Regions from separate parts of the Rattus norvegicus genome. Here region 1 is linked to region 2. Evidence: chromatin contacts called from public Hi-C data. All regions are on one chromosome and are shown on one strand. Each heading gives the region's core, a stretch centred on a gene start, on an enhancer-like site or on the middle of the called end of the contact. The rest is flanking DNA. Distances are from core to core; before and after follow the strand shown. Region 1 has its middle 510 kb from the start of Nfib. Region 2 has its middle 140 kb from the start of Mpdz.

What was found. Hi-C and Micro-C count contacts between places; a contact is called where the count stands out from the background.
Region 1: a Hi-C map of psoas muscle shows a contact between it and region 2, with 2.2 times the contacts expected there. The contact joins two enhancer-like sites.

Annotation. Positions count from the first base shown.
Region 1 is chr5:101,505,667-101,512,706 of GRCr8, forward strand. No RefSeq gene overlaps it. Among named protein-coding and RNA genes, the nearest start is that of Nfib, 510 kb to the right of the region's middle. Within about 2 kb of position 4,520, at least 11 of the 93 cell types and tissues checked have an H3K27ac peak or open chromatin away from gene starts, as enhancers often do.
Region 2 is chr5:101,104,872-101,111,682 of GRCr8, forward strand. No RefSeq gene overlaps it. Among named protein-coding and RNA genes, the nearest start is that of Mpdz, 140 kb to the left of the region's middle. Within about 2 kb of position 3,585, at least 25 of the 93 cell types and tissues checked have an H3K27ac peak or open chromatin away from gene starts, as enhancers often do.

The sequences.
Region 1 (7,040 bases), core at 3,270-5,769, 400 kb after region 2:
TAGTAGAGTACATATTTTTCAGAATTCATATACACAGAATATTGTTATATTTATTCTTTTATTACACATGGGTATTTCTACTTATTAAACAATAAGGTTTATAAGATGTTTGCTGTGTGCAAAGGTCTGCCAAAGGAGGCTTGGTTTATCTTAGAGATTGAACATTGGGAAAGTGGATCTTGAATTGTCTACATACAAATCTCTCATAGAAATTACAAGCTTAACATTTACTGTGCTATTTTGGTGAATTCACATCTTAGAGCCTTCAGTTTCATAGAATTAAAATGACAATAGCCACGCTAAACTTAGATGACCTAATGTAGAAAAACAAAAATATTGCTCCAAGATTATCAAGATTTTTCTCTCAATCCAAAACTATCTTACTCGTTGCTTTGAAGGAGAGTAGAGAGGTATCCAATGTGTTTTGTACAAGACAAATATTTGGGGAAACAGACAAAGCCTAGGAAGTGTTTATTAAAGCTTTATGCCATTTCCCAGTTAACTTCCTCATTACTGCAGCTATACTTCATTATTTCTGAAAGACAGAGGATGGAACGAGACCCTCGACCCTTGTACAAGTTAATTTGTACATGGTATGTCTTTAGCCGAGAGCAGACTCAGTGTCTGCATCAGGGCAGAACAAGCCAGCATGGGGCTAAGGCTAACTTTAATTTGGAATCCTAAGTGAGTTCCCTCAGCAGGATTCTGAGCTCATATCACCTGCCCTTGTCAATCATGTTGTCTTTTCCCCCAATTCTATTTCAGATGAGACTCCCAAAGAACCATGGGAATTATGCCATCCTCAGAGGTGGGGGAAGTTCAATCTAATCTGAAAGCCAAATTGAACTAGGAGCTTCCCGTTTTGAAAGTGCTTCTGTCGATAACAGTCGTTTTCCACTAGGATGTCCGTATTTTCAATTAGGTCAACATCCCACAGTCCTTACCTTTAACACAGTAGGTTTATTGTGTCCTACAATCCAGGAAATCGCAGCAAAGGAAGAAACTCAAAGTACCAGAGACAATCATAGCTTTCAACAATGTGGTATCATATTTCTTTACTCAGCAGAGGCTAACAATAGGTTACTGCACCTATTTTCTGGTACCATTTTAATTTCCTTCTAAGTCTCATGGTATATCACAACACATCTATCAATAACTATCACAGTTATGAATGTATAAGGGAACAGAGCCAGAAAAAGCAAGTGAAAACAGGTACAGAGTTGCCCATTTTATTACTCTCAATACCACAGTTTTCTTAAAATCATATAGTTATTAAGTGGATTGAGAAATCTTTTCCTGTATGAAGTTTCCTGACATTGTGTTATCATCTAATTTTTCATTACCCATGTATATATGGGATACATTCTATAACCATCACTGTGTTGTCTTAATCTATAACATGCAATAAGACACACTGAGTACAGGAGAGCTCTTTAATCCCACCTCACCGTGATGATTGGTAAACTATAAATAGATCTTTGAAGTACTTCTAAAAATTCAGTCACCAGAAACACAAGATAATTTCCTGATACATGATCTTAAGTCTGAATGGATCCAACTCACTGAACATTTCAACAGCGCTGGGTCTCTGTAGAAATATTGCTCCAAACTTTATTGGACCTCAATAAAATATTATCAAAATTTGGAAAATATTCCAAAGTTTGGCAGCAGAGTGCCATTCCTGGGGCATCTTTGCATAGACACTGCAACAGACACTATGCTCTGGAGCGGTTCCCCTGGAAGTCCTGTCTACAGAGAAGTTCTGTGATAAACTAGATCACAGGAAGGACACGGGAAGCTGGATTCTTTTCACTGTGCACTGGAAACCTCTTTTCCTCCATGAGCCTTGTGTCTTTTATTTATTGCTGGCTGTATCTCTGATTCATGGTCAAACAATGTTCGGCATGCTTCTATTGCTTTCTAGAATCTCACAGGAATGTCTATGATAATTTAATCATTCCAAATGTTATAGCATACATTGTTATATATTATTTACCCCCATTATTCCTTTGGTCTAATAATTCATCTTTTAAAGTCACAGGACTGTTTTCATTTTCTCCTGTTTAAATATTTGAGGATGAGATTAAAAACTCATGAAGATAGGAGAAATCAATCCTTTTAAATATAGTTTTATTACATGTATTATTTGTGTGTGTGCACACACACACGTGTGTGTGTGTGTGTGTGTGTGTGTGTGTGTGTGTGTGTGCGCGTGCACTCATGCTGTGGCTCATGTGGAGGTCAGATGACTATTAGGAGTTGGTTCTCTTCTTCCATCAGGTCCCAGAACTCAGGTACTCAGGTTTAGCAGCCGGTCCTTCACCTTCTGAGCCATCTTGGAGGCCCCATATATAACTTTTCAATATAAAAACCTATCACTTAGTCTTGTCACATTAGAGAAATAATACATGATCATTATGAAGATATTAAATAATACAAAATATCTGAAGGACATTAAAAGAGAAGGCAAGTTAGCAGAGATTATTAAAATGAAAACTTTGAGTATGTCAGGAATCCAGAATCAGGGATTCACTGTTTGTGGTCTTTCTCCATCAATATATCACTGTAAAATTGTATGTTGTACATGGTCATGCTTTGCTTTAGTGTTTGTTTGTTTTGAGACAGTTTCACACTTTGTAGCCAAGCCTCTCTTTAAACTGACTGTGAAGCCCAGGCTGGCCCTGAACTCATTGTAATCCTCCTGCCTCAGTTTCTTACAGATGTGGATTATAGGCTCAGGTCTCCAAAGCCGGCTGCTTTCCTTCTGATGTATATATAATTGTTAATTATTTTTTGGAATTTTATATTGTGTTTATCTCCACTTTATAGCTTGAGGCATAGTTTCTCAGTTGAAGCCAGAGCTCACCAATATGACCAGTGTGACTAGAAGTTTGCCCTGAGATCCCCTGCCTCTACCTCCTGGAATTACAGGCAAGCTGTGGAGCTTACTCAGAATTTCCATAGGTTTTGGGAATCCAAAACCTGCAAACCTTACACTTGCAAAGCAAGGACTTTATCCACTCACCTCTCTCCCCATCTCATATTAAGAGGATTACAATAATCATAATATGTAGCGATTCTTCTGCTTTTCCTCTTAGACCCACTCAAAGAATTAAGAGGACTACATTCCTTCTACAAATATGCATACTTGTTCATATAGTGTGTGTGTGTGTGCGCGCGCACCTGTGTCACCTCAATGATTGTAAGTTATTTTATTAGACCATTTCTTATATTTACAAATAAAAAAATCAGAAATGAATATCTATGCGTGTCTGTGAGAATTTCAGCACCTGTGCTAGGCAGCATGTCCTGGTCATGTTTCTCAGATTGGATGAGGTTTTTAAAGAAGGAATCTGTCTCCAACGGGGATTAGTTCTTACGCATAGCCCAATGGCTGCTGTAGTCTTATTTTTCTATTATAATTCATTAACAGCATTTAGGATACTTCCTTCTTGGATCGCTGCTAAGGTTGAGTACCCAAGGGTCTTCGGCCTCCAGACTCTGTGAGTTGGGCCAAGCACAATACTGTCATAACCGCCCAAGGCTGCTATTTCTTCCCAACTAAACAGCTCAAGTGGAAATCGCTGTTCACAGCACACCTCCGACTTCACTTCCGAGCTACTTTTGGCATCATTAACCACAATAGTCTGGAGTGCTTCTGTGTGCAGTTGCAATAACGCTTCAGAACATCCTGAGATTGGTTACTGCTGTGGTGCAGATGTCTTGGTGGTGCTGGGCTGTACAGTGGTTATTTGAACCTTATTTCTCAGGGGTGCACAAGAAGCCTTGAGTTCACATCTATTGTACACTTCATGGAGAAATTAACTGCTACTTTTCTTCTTCTTCTTCTTCTTCTTCTTCTTCTTCTTCTTCTTCTTCTTCTTCTTCTTCTTCTTCTTCTTCGTCTTCTTCTTCTTCTTCTTCGTCTTCTTCTTCTCCCCCTCCTCCTCCCCCTCCTCCTCCTCCCCCTCCCCCTCCCCCTCCCCCCCTCCCCCTCCTCTTTCCCCTCCTCCAAAGAATTCCCTTGTCCAGGCTTTTGAGCCTTCTCCCTCAGGCATGGAGAGGATACCACTATCCACTTCCATACCCTGAAAGGGGAGCTTCTCCCACAGCTGGTCTGTGCCTGCATTGCCTCCACATGCTGCTGGGAAACCACGTCTTGAAGTCAAGTGATAAAGTTGCACTTCTGTTTCCAGTGGCACTGGTCCAGCGAGGGAGACTGGCAGCTTTGTGAGTGGCTTCCCAGCAGGGTCGCCAAGTGCAGCAGTGCAGCTGGGACGTGTTTCCTCACGGCTGTGCCCGAGACTGTGGTTAGCTTCGGATTCCTGCGAATGTGACTGGAAAATGTTTGCATTTTAGCTCTAGTCACTAACAAATTACAGCCACCTCTTCAACACATGGACCCGGAGAGAGCCTGACCCCATTATGGAAACGCAAGCTCATGTGCTCAGGAGTCCTTAGCTAATGCTGATGCTCAGTCATTTCCAACACATTTTATGTCAGTCAGCCCACGTGGCTTGCAGGGTCTTCTTTCAAATGCATCACAGTTAAAAGATTCAGAGGCCTCCCTTCCATGGCCAAAGCAATGGCTCCTCCCCAGTTATTTTAAGACTCCCTCTCCTTTTCTGTTTTGCTCCAAGAAGAAAAGACCCAGGTCAGAAAGGGAATATATTGTCAGACTCAAATCACAAATTGGAGCAGCCAGTAAGTCTGCACTGAAGTCTTGACTTTTTAGTGGTGTGTGTGAGGGAGTGGGGGGTGGGATGTGAGGGGAAGGAAAAGAGACAGAAACAGAAGCAGAGATACAGAGAGACACAGAGACAGAGACAGATTAATGCAATAGAAGCAGCCGACCAGAAAGCCTTCTCCACAACTTCAAGAAACTAAATGCATAGAGCTTCCCTCTTTGTGGGTACAGTAGTCAAAAAGAAGACACACGCCCCTCTTCCCAGTGAAATAGAGAATCAGTCCTCTGCTAGGGTGTGGGGTGGCCTCCTGGGCCAGTCTTCACTATCTGCTTTTAGCATTGGATTGTTTCTTCACACTGAGGCCCAAACCTAGTTGTCTTTCTTCGCATCTCGCTTGCTTGCCTTCCTGACCGTGAAGTGTTGCCCCTGGCAGATCAGGCAGGCTTTGTACAGAAACCCCTCCACTGAGGAGGCGGGCTCAGCTGGGTCCTGCAAAAGCCTGAGCTAGCTGCTTGCTACCTGAGAAGCAGAAGCAAGTCTGTGTAAACTGCAGCCCCCATTGCCCCAGTGGGATATTTGCAAAGAAGGGAGAATAGAAGAGCAGGCACGTGATAGGCACTGAGGAAAACCCAGCCGCCATGACAGGATCTGGGGTAGCTGTTTCTGTTACCGTTGCAGGGGTTCCGGGAGGTTTCAGAGTGGAACAAAAACCCGCTGGTGTGTGGACTGAACTCCATTTTCTGTGAGTCTGAGTAGAGAAAGATAAACAGAACCTTTCACCGATAGACATATTTTAGAGTTCAAGTATGACATGATGGGTCCAAAATAGATTCCACATGATTGGAGCAAATCCAGAACCTGGTCCCCGAATAGCAATCAGTGCTGGAGGCTGAGCCGGCCTGCGCCATCATCACATAAAACACGGAGAAACTGCAAATCCCACACAGCTGCTAGTGAGTAAGGACAGCCCATACCTGGAGCCTGGTGCTGCAGCTCCATTTTCCAAAATTACTCAGCTTAGTTTAAATTGAGGGTCTCTTTGCCTAGCCACGAATACTTTAATGAACACTCGGAACTTTACAACGGCTTTCTCTCCATGAATTTTCTTTTCAAATGAGAGTTTCTGCTCTTTACAGCATGCTGTCAGGCAGAACTAATGACCCGGGGGCTTCATGCTAGGTTATTTTCATGAAAAACTCCAAATAACTTGAAACTATATAGGTCTTAAGCATCTCAGAAGAGAGACCCAAATTCCAGGGTCCTTGAACATGATGATGCACGATAGGATTTTGACCCGGGTTGGGGGAAGTTCTCTCAGGATGGTGGTAGGGTTCTCTATTGTGACGTAACTGACTTGCTTTGATGATATACAGATGGCAGGAAAAAAAGGAATAAAACCTAGAGAAGGCAGAGAAAGAGAAATGAAAAGTCCAGAAGACGGATGAACTTCATGCTGGCTAAGAATAACCTCTTTTATTTGTAAGCAACTATTTTTCTTTAAAATAGCCAGCAGCGGGACTCCGGAGAAGGTCTTTCATGTTTAACTGATGTTTCTCATATTTAGGAAAACGTAAAAATGTGTATAATTCAAAGGGTCAGCTGTAGGTCAGCAGCAAGCCAAAGCTAGCCTAAAGGATCCCTGCTGCTCCACGCACATCCGAGACACAGTAAGCTTGCGAGGGTTTCCTTCTGCCGCCTTTCCAAGCCACATTATTATGGATGTGCGAAAAGTGATAGCTGGAAAGCCGAATGTTTACGCAGGGACAGCTGGTACAGTGTGTGCCACCGCTGCCCTCACACTGGCCAGGAAGTCAGCACTTAAAAATGGCAGGGATGAGATGGTGGTTTTCCACGTCTGTGCTGAGAAGTCCTTTCATTGTTTAGATGTTTCCATGCGCATTTGGACTGGGCTGACTCTTACAAGGGCACGTCACGGCCTCCTTTTGTTTCACATAGTTCTTTCTGGCCATATCAATAGTCATTGTCCTTTAGGAAAGATCAAAGCAGTGTTCAGACGTTGAGAATCTCTACAGGTTATTTCTATCGACAGAAAAGTCTATGGAAAAAAATAAAAGACAAACTTCACCTTTTATTGGCATCATTGGATGATTAGTATAAATCCTAACAGCGCAAAAAATGTTTTTCTAGAACATTTCTGGTCACATCAGAGTTTCACTCTCCCCACTACTATTTGAGAATGTATGCAGGTACTAAGTAACTGTCACAAAAATTGGCCAGTAGCGGCATACTGGAGTTTAGTTACTAGGGTTACACACAAACCTTTAGTCAGTTTATTGCAAAGCATTGATTCATGACATTCAAAGGGAGCACAACACTACATAATCATAGTCT
Region 2 (6,811 bases), core at 2,335-4,834:
CAAACCAGCTCTGGAATTCTTGCTTTTCACATTCAAGAAATGTTTCTGTCCCTGTATACTTTGATACCTTTGCATTAACCTGCTTTATTGAGAAAATTATATATAATTATATAAAGGCATGAGAGTCCATTTTGTATCTCTTTTAGAAAAAAAAATATATATATAACACAGAGAAAATTTTAAAAATGTTCATTTCAATTTATAAATTCAGATCTTTGTTTAAGACATTCATTTGACTTAGCAGTGAGTGATACTCAGACTGTACACATATTCTGGCCAATTAACAAAACTGTCACACACGTAGTATCCATTTCTAAAAGAAATAAAAATTAAAATAAACTTGACACCCAAACTCTACTCATCATAATTCAGTTTCACTTAAATTCTAATTTCCAAGGCCATGCCATATTTTGTAGTGGTCTTCAGTCTTCTGTATTAACATAATTTTATGTTTAAAAAATGGCAGATATAGAAGGGTTGGCAATTAAGCTATCTTAAAGCAATATTTCATAAATTTCTTAAAAAGTCGTTACACAAGCATACTCACAGAGTCCACTTCGTCAGCTTCCTCACACTAAGGCATGATAACGTAAAGATTCGCATTTATTCTATCGATCTGTGACCCCCACCGGGGGCATTTACTCTCACTTTTAAGCAAGAGGTTAAAACAATGGGATATACAAAGATGGGGAAACAGAGAGAGAATGTTTTCTCAGTTGTAAAAACAACTCATCGAGTGCTAGGACAGTTACATGAAGAGAGGTGGGAATCAGAGCGCCATAGTCAAGGCAACTCCCTGAAAGGACAGTCATTTATGCATGGAAATTTGCAGATAGCATCTCCAGTCAGCCCTGCTATTATTGTTGTAACTGTCCTTACAACTTCACATACTGGATTATCTCATTCCATTTACCCTATGAACTAAAAAGAAAAAATAAAAAAAAAAAAAACCAAAAAACAAATTATTCTATGAAATTAAAAGAGTCTAAAAGAGCTATCCTAGGAACTACATATTACCCAAGATACACACTCTGATTTTGTTTTAGATTGTTTACCTTGTAGTTGTTTTAAATGACACACTGACTAAGGTAAAAGAAAATAATTTTCTTTGAAGAGTAGTAATGCTAAAAGCTGATTGCATTATGGTAGATAACAATCTTTGACTAGTCTTCCTTTTGAAACGTATTCTATAATAATAAAAAAGAAAAAAGAAAAAGTAAAGGAAAAGAAACACCCACCCACCCCTCCACTGGGGATCCAGTCATCTGTCCCCGAATAGATGTAATCCTTGTACAACAATGCTTAAGTCAGCAAGATATTTACAACACATGTTAAGTGGTTTGTTATTTATTTCAAGACTTCAATTGGCACAATATATTAACTATTAAGGGCATTGTTACAAGGCTTCCACTTGAAGTTTTTTTCTTTCTTTTTCTTAAAAGGAGATTGATAAAGGAGGGAGAGGGAGAAAAAGTCCCCATCAAAACTACGGCTCTTGTCTGTTTTCTTATTCCTTTAACCTGAATAAATTGCTGGAGTTAGAAACAGAAAGAAACTAGCTTTAGAAATCATAGTACTCGGTACTCAGTACAATTTTATTAAACCCAGTCTACTGTTTTTTTTTCCCTGCCATTCTAATATAACCTATTATGAGAATTTTTCCCCATAGACAGAAAAAAAATATATAAACGTACCAACTTTCCCTCCCTAAGAGCTTCTTATTGTTCATTTTCATTGCTATTTAGAGAAAAGGCTCATTAAAATATTATGAAGCACATAGCATGATTATGTGCCAGCCTTCGCCAACGAGGAACATCTGTAGCGCAGTGTACATATATTTGTATTACGGCAAGCTTGAGCGCAGACTCCCTTTCACCCCCTTTTACTTTGCTTGTGTCCTGCAACTCTTTGTCCTGACTACAGACGAGGCAGAAGTGTGAAGCCGCGCAGGCTACAGGGCGCTCATTGTCAGCCTTGCGGGGCTCCCCGGCCAGATGCCACTATTCTATCATTAGCCTGTAGCTCACGTCAGGGGAAGCCGTGCTCTGCGAACGCTTCCAAACCTCTCTTGACTCTTTCCTCCTCCGGTTATTTTTAAAATGTATCTTTCCTCCCTTTTCATTCTGGTGCAGAAAGTGACCCCAACACACTCCAAGTCCGTAAGTCTGGGTTTTCCCTTTCTTTGCGTTAGTCCTTTTGCTCTAAACCAAAGAGGCTTGGGCATAATAAAAATGTCTATACCACAGATATTTGTGGAAAGCACATGGTGCCATTTTGCCAGACTACTCTTATTTGTTAAACTGAGTTAAGTGTAACGTGATTCCAAAAACTGCCTTCAGAATGAAAGAAAAGGCTTGTAAAGCCAGAGAGATAATTGCCGCAATCTGGGTTACAGAAAACACAAAACAAAGGAGCACAATCCTGTTTTGTGTGTGTGCTGATTGTGTGCGTCTTTTTGTTTTGGTTTGGATTTTTCCTTGCTTGATGTACCCAAACAAGTGAAATACTCCACTGTGCGCACGTTGAACGGCATTAAAAAAAAAACACCCCGAATCCTGCAGAGCTGTAACAAAACACAGCCTCTGTTAGTGGACAGTGGCACATTTGTGGTATGAATGTCTTTTCAAAACGGAAGGCTCCCTATCTCTCCCTCCAATGAGCAAACAACCCTCAAGGAATCCAGCTATCTCCAGTTGCCAGGACTTCAGCACGCACACATCTACCCGCACCTGAAGCTGTCGGCTGATTTTGCACACATGAAGTCAATTTGAAAAGAACTCAGGTCCCCAAATCTTATACAAGAATCCATAACAATCCTAAGGTATCCTTGTCTTTCTGCAGGGTTTTCAGAACCATGACTGTGTTATCAGCCTTCCCATTACTGAGGAGAGGGTCCTTTGGGATGGTTTGTAGACTGGACTGTTCTCACTTTTCCTTTTTCTGACTGCCAATTGTTTCTAGACTCTAACCACTTTCCAAGACAATGATTTCCATACGAGCATCTGTATGTAAATATTAATAATCACTGCATGTGCTCTCAAGTATAGAAAAATAAACACCGTTCCCACACATATTTCTTGTTTTAAAATTGCTGGTTCGTACTCCATAAAAAGGGTTCTGTTCCCCAAAGCGTTCTGCTAATGTCCATTATTAAAGGGAATGGGAACAAACTTCCCTAATTTCCTGGTTTTATGTTTAGAAGCGAAGCTGGTGGGTCTGAGCTAAGCTTTTGGTCTGTTTAGAGGCAGATTATGTGTTACATGTTTTGAAACCAGCATCTCTCATTTTCCCAGGAATCACCACACGATTTGCCGCTTTAAATTTCAACTGGGCTGCCTCTTCTAGCCTCAGCTGACTCCGGCTTTCCTTCCTTACTGCTAACTTTTTCTTCAATAGCAGGTTTGTCAGAGGAAAGGGCAAAAGTATGTCAGGGGCTTTCTTCCTTTTAGATGTAGATAGCCCAGACAGCAACGAGAGGGCAGGAGAAGAGATGAAATGTATTAGGTCGCTAAGGTGCATGTAAGGATAAACCCATGAAGGGCTCGATGCAGAACTTGGCAGTGGAACTGCCCTGCTGAGCCAAAAAGCCAGCCAGGGCAAGGAAGCCTGTGATTACGGCTCGCTCTGAGAGCGAGACCCGCAGGGAGGGTGTGGAGGCTGCTTGGTGAGAAGTCTGTTTGGAAATACAAGGGGGCAGGGTATGAAAAAGAGACAAGTCTGAAAAGACTCTGAGTCTAATCAGAATGTGGATGTTCCTGACCTTAAAAAAAAAAAAAAAAAAAAAAAAAGACAGGATAGCAATATTTCAAAATTCCACAAAAGCAAACAAACAAAAAACCCAAAAAACAAAATGAAACAAAACAACAGCAGCAGCAGCAACAAGGTTTCCATTTTGAATTCTGTTCCATTGAGAACAAGTAGTTGGAAAGGCACCCTTCAAACACTTCAGTGAGAAGTGAAGCTTTTGGTTGAAATGCTCAACCACAGAAGGGGCTAGGATGAGCCCCGTTGACAGTGTAGAGTAAGAAAACCCCTTTTCCTCTCTTTGGCACTTTTGTTTCTAAATACGGTTGGAGTACTTTAAAAAAAAAACATTGTTGTTGGGTTGAATCATGAAATTTTTAATTTATCCATTTTTTTAAGTTGCTATGGGTAATCTAATTAGCTGAGCCTTACAATTCTTTTCCTTACAGAAATCTGATTCTAATTTCTTGTGATTGGCTCCCCAGGAGCCCCGTGGTATTTGTTCGGTTGTTCCGAGGCTTCTCCTTTGCTCTTAGATACAGACATTCTTCCTATTTGAATGCCTGTTCCAATTTTAGAAAGGTGGACAAAATCAAACCATTTAACACTTCAATGTGGCATCTAAGTGAAGTAAGTTCTCCCTCTGTTCCACCCGAAATTCCACTACAGAATTTGGATTTCCGAATTATTAGACAATGGAAATGCTGAGAGACAGGATGTAGGCATACATTTCAGGGTTTATAGGTCTTTATTTCACTTTACGTCTTAAACAAATAAACAAGCAAATGAAATCATAAACAAACATACAAGCAAAATCATGACAAAATGTAATTTAAACATATAATACACACAAGTTAGGTTCAAGGAAAAGTGTATTCCTAAGTTTCTTGGTAGACTTGAAGTGATCCCACTATATTGCCTCTCTGTCCCAAGGTTGGGGAAGGGAGTCTGCACCAACTATCAAGCTGAGAGAACTTCCTTCCTTCTGGTTCTCTGGGAACTGTCCTGTATTCTGGATACAGATGTGCGTGCTGACATCAAGTAGGAAGCATGCAAGTGCAGGATGCATAGGAGGCTGGGATATGGGGTGAGGCTGACTTATACAAGACCCCCGTGAAGGAGATTCTGAAATAGCCAATACTGAGAGCTAATTGATGTGTGAGCGTAATGTCTTCCCTTGATTTTAGGGGTTGATACGAACAGAGAAATCAAGTGCGAATCCATCTGCTCCAATGTGGAGAAAGTACAGCTTCATCAGCTTAGAAGCAACATGGAAAGGGGAGCTTTAACAGCAAAGCACAACAGAAAACTCCATACAAGGAATGTGCAAATGACTACCTGTGTTCGCTCTTCCTTTCTGAGTATATAGTTAGGTTGATGTGTATTTTTTTTACCAGTCATGTTGCCTCATCTCCTCATTGTGTGCTTTGTATAAGATATTTCCAGACCATCATCATAAAATTACTTAAAATGTTACGTGTTTCAGAAGAATAATAATTCCTTTATTTTTTCTTTATAATTAGTAAATGAAAAAAAGCATAATATTTATTTTGAAACCAATAGGTGGTGCTGTGAATTTCTATATTTTAGTTCAAAGCAGTATATTTATTCCCTAGTCCTCAGTGGAATTAGAAATTTTCTAGTTATCATAGTTAAAGTTTTCACATTAAAAGTAAAAAGCCCAGACTGAGTTCCACACGCAGTTAGTCCTATGATTGTTTCCCTTTCTTTGCAAAATCAACCAAAATGCAGGGTTTAAAGGAAATCTCTATGATTCTTTGGAAGGAAGGCATATTTACAGAAACTCACCCACATGGTCTTTTCTATCCTCCCGCAACCCCATGGTCTCTTTCCATCTACTAATTGGAAATACGTGGAGATTCAGAATTAGAACATTATACTTTATTGCCTGAACAGCCTTAGGGTGCTAGATGTCTATAAAAGGCAATACTCTCAGTGCTGCTACACCAAAATTCTTTATCTATCTTCATAGACTCCCAGAGCCCTGTTATAAGAGATCAGGGAGCTGTGACAAGCAATGTAAAGTGAGCCGTGTTGGACTCAGAGCGGCTTTGTGCCTCTCTTCATGGGAAACAACGTGCTTAAGCTGCATGGAAGGGAAGTTTGACTGTTCAAAAACCACAAAAAGTGAGACTCTTTAGGAAAGAAGGTACATTTGTCACGGAATCCCTTCCCCCTTTATCTCTGCATATGAAACTGATATAAAGGAAAAACAGGAAGTTCCATGAGTTCTTGTAAAAAGAAACAGAAAGGACAGTGACAGCTATGCCTGACTATATTATCAACCCTCTCTTTCCTCAAAACGTCTGGGTGATTTTTAACCTCTCTTCCTCCAGATGTTTGGTACATTGTGAAGTTCACCTTAGTCACTTCAAAGTGCTGGCTGAGCAGCCTGGTTGCCTATGGAAGGCAAGTTTGCAGAAGACATGCTAATTTGCATATGATTGCACTGCATAGGTAGACCATGTTCCTCCTCTACCCCACCAGGATACTTTGTGGAATAAATCCTTCGGAAGCTCCTAGCTGTTTCTTCCTGCCCTTTGAGCAGTCAGGTTGCCTTCTTCTGCTGAGATGGTGGAGGTTGGACTGAAACAACTGTTAACTATCACTTCTCCATGTTTCCTCCTTATACATAGTATTTAGGCTATGAGAGAAGACTTGAGTGCAGAAGTGATTATCTCATATATGTCATTAATAGAAAGAGGGCGTGGGGAAAGGGAGTTGAGAGTGGCTATGTGCTGGGCTGGAGGCAGCTCACCTGGAGTACTCAATTAAGAGTGGAAACTATGTTTTAAAATAAAAGTGACAGTGTAGAACATGACTGAGGGACTTAGTAAGAATGATGAAGAAATGTGAGAAGCATATGTGACACAGCTTCAGAAATGGGAGACTTTTAGTTTCATAAGAAATGTTGGGAAGAGCACAGTAGGGTCAGCAGTGATGACGGTCTCCTGGTAACTGACAAGCTATCATATGGAGAAAACATTTATAGCAATTTGATATGATTCTAGGATGCTTATCAAGGATTAATCAAAGGAAATTGTCA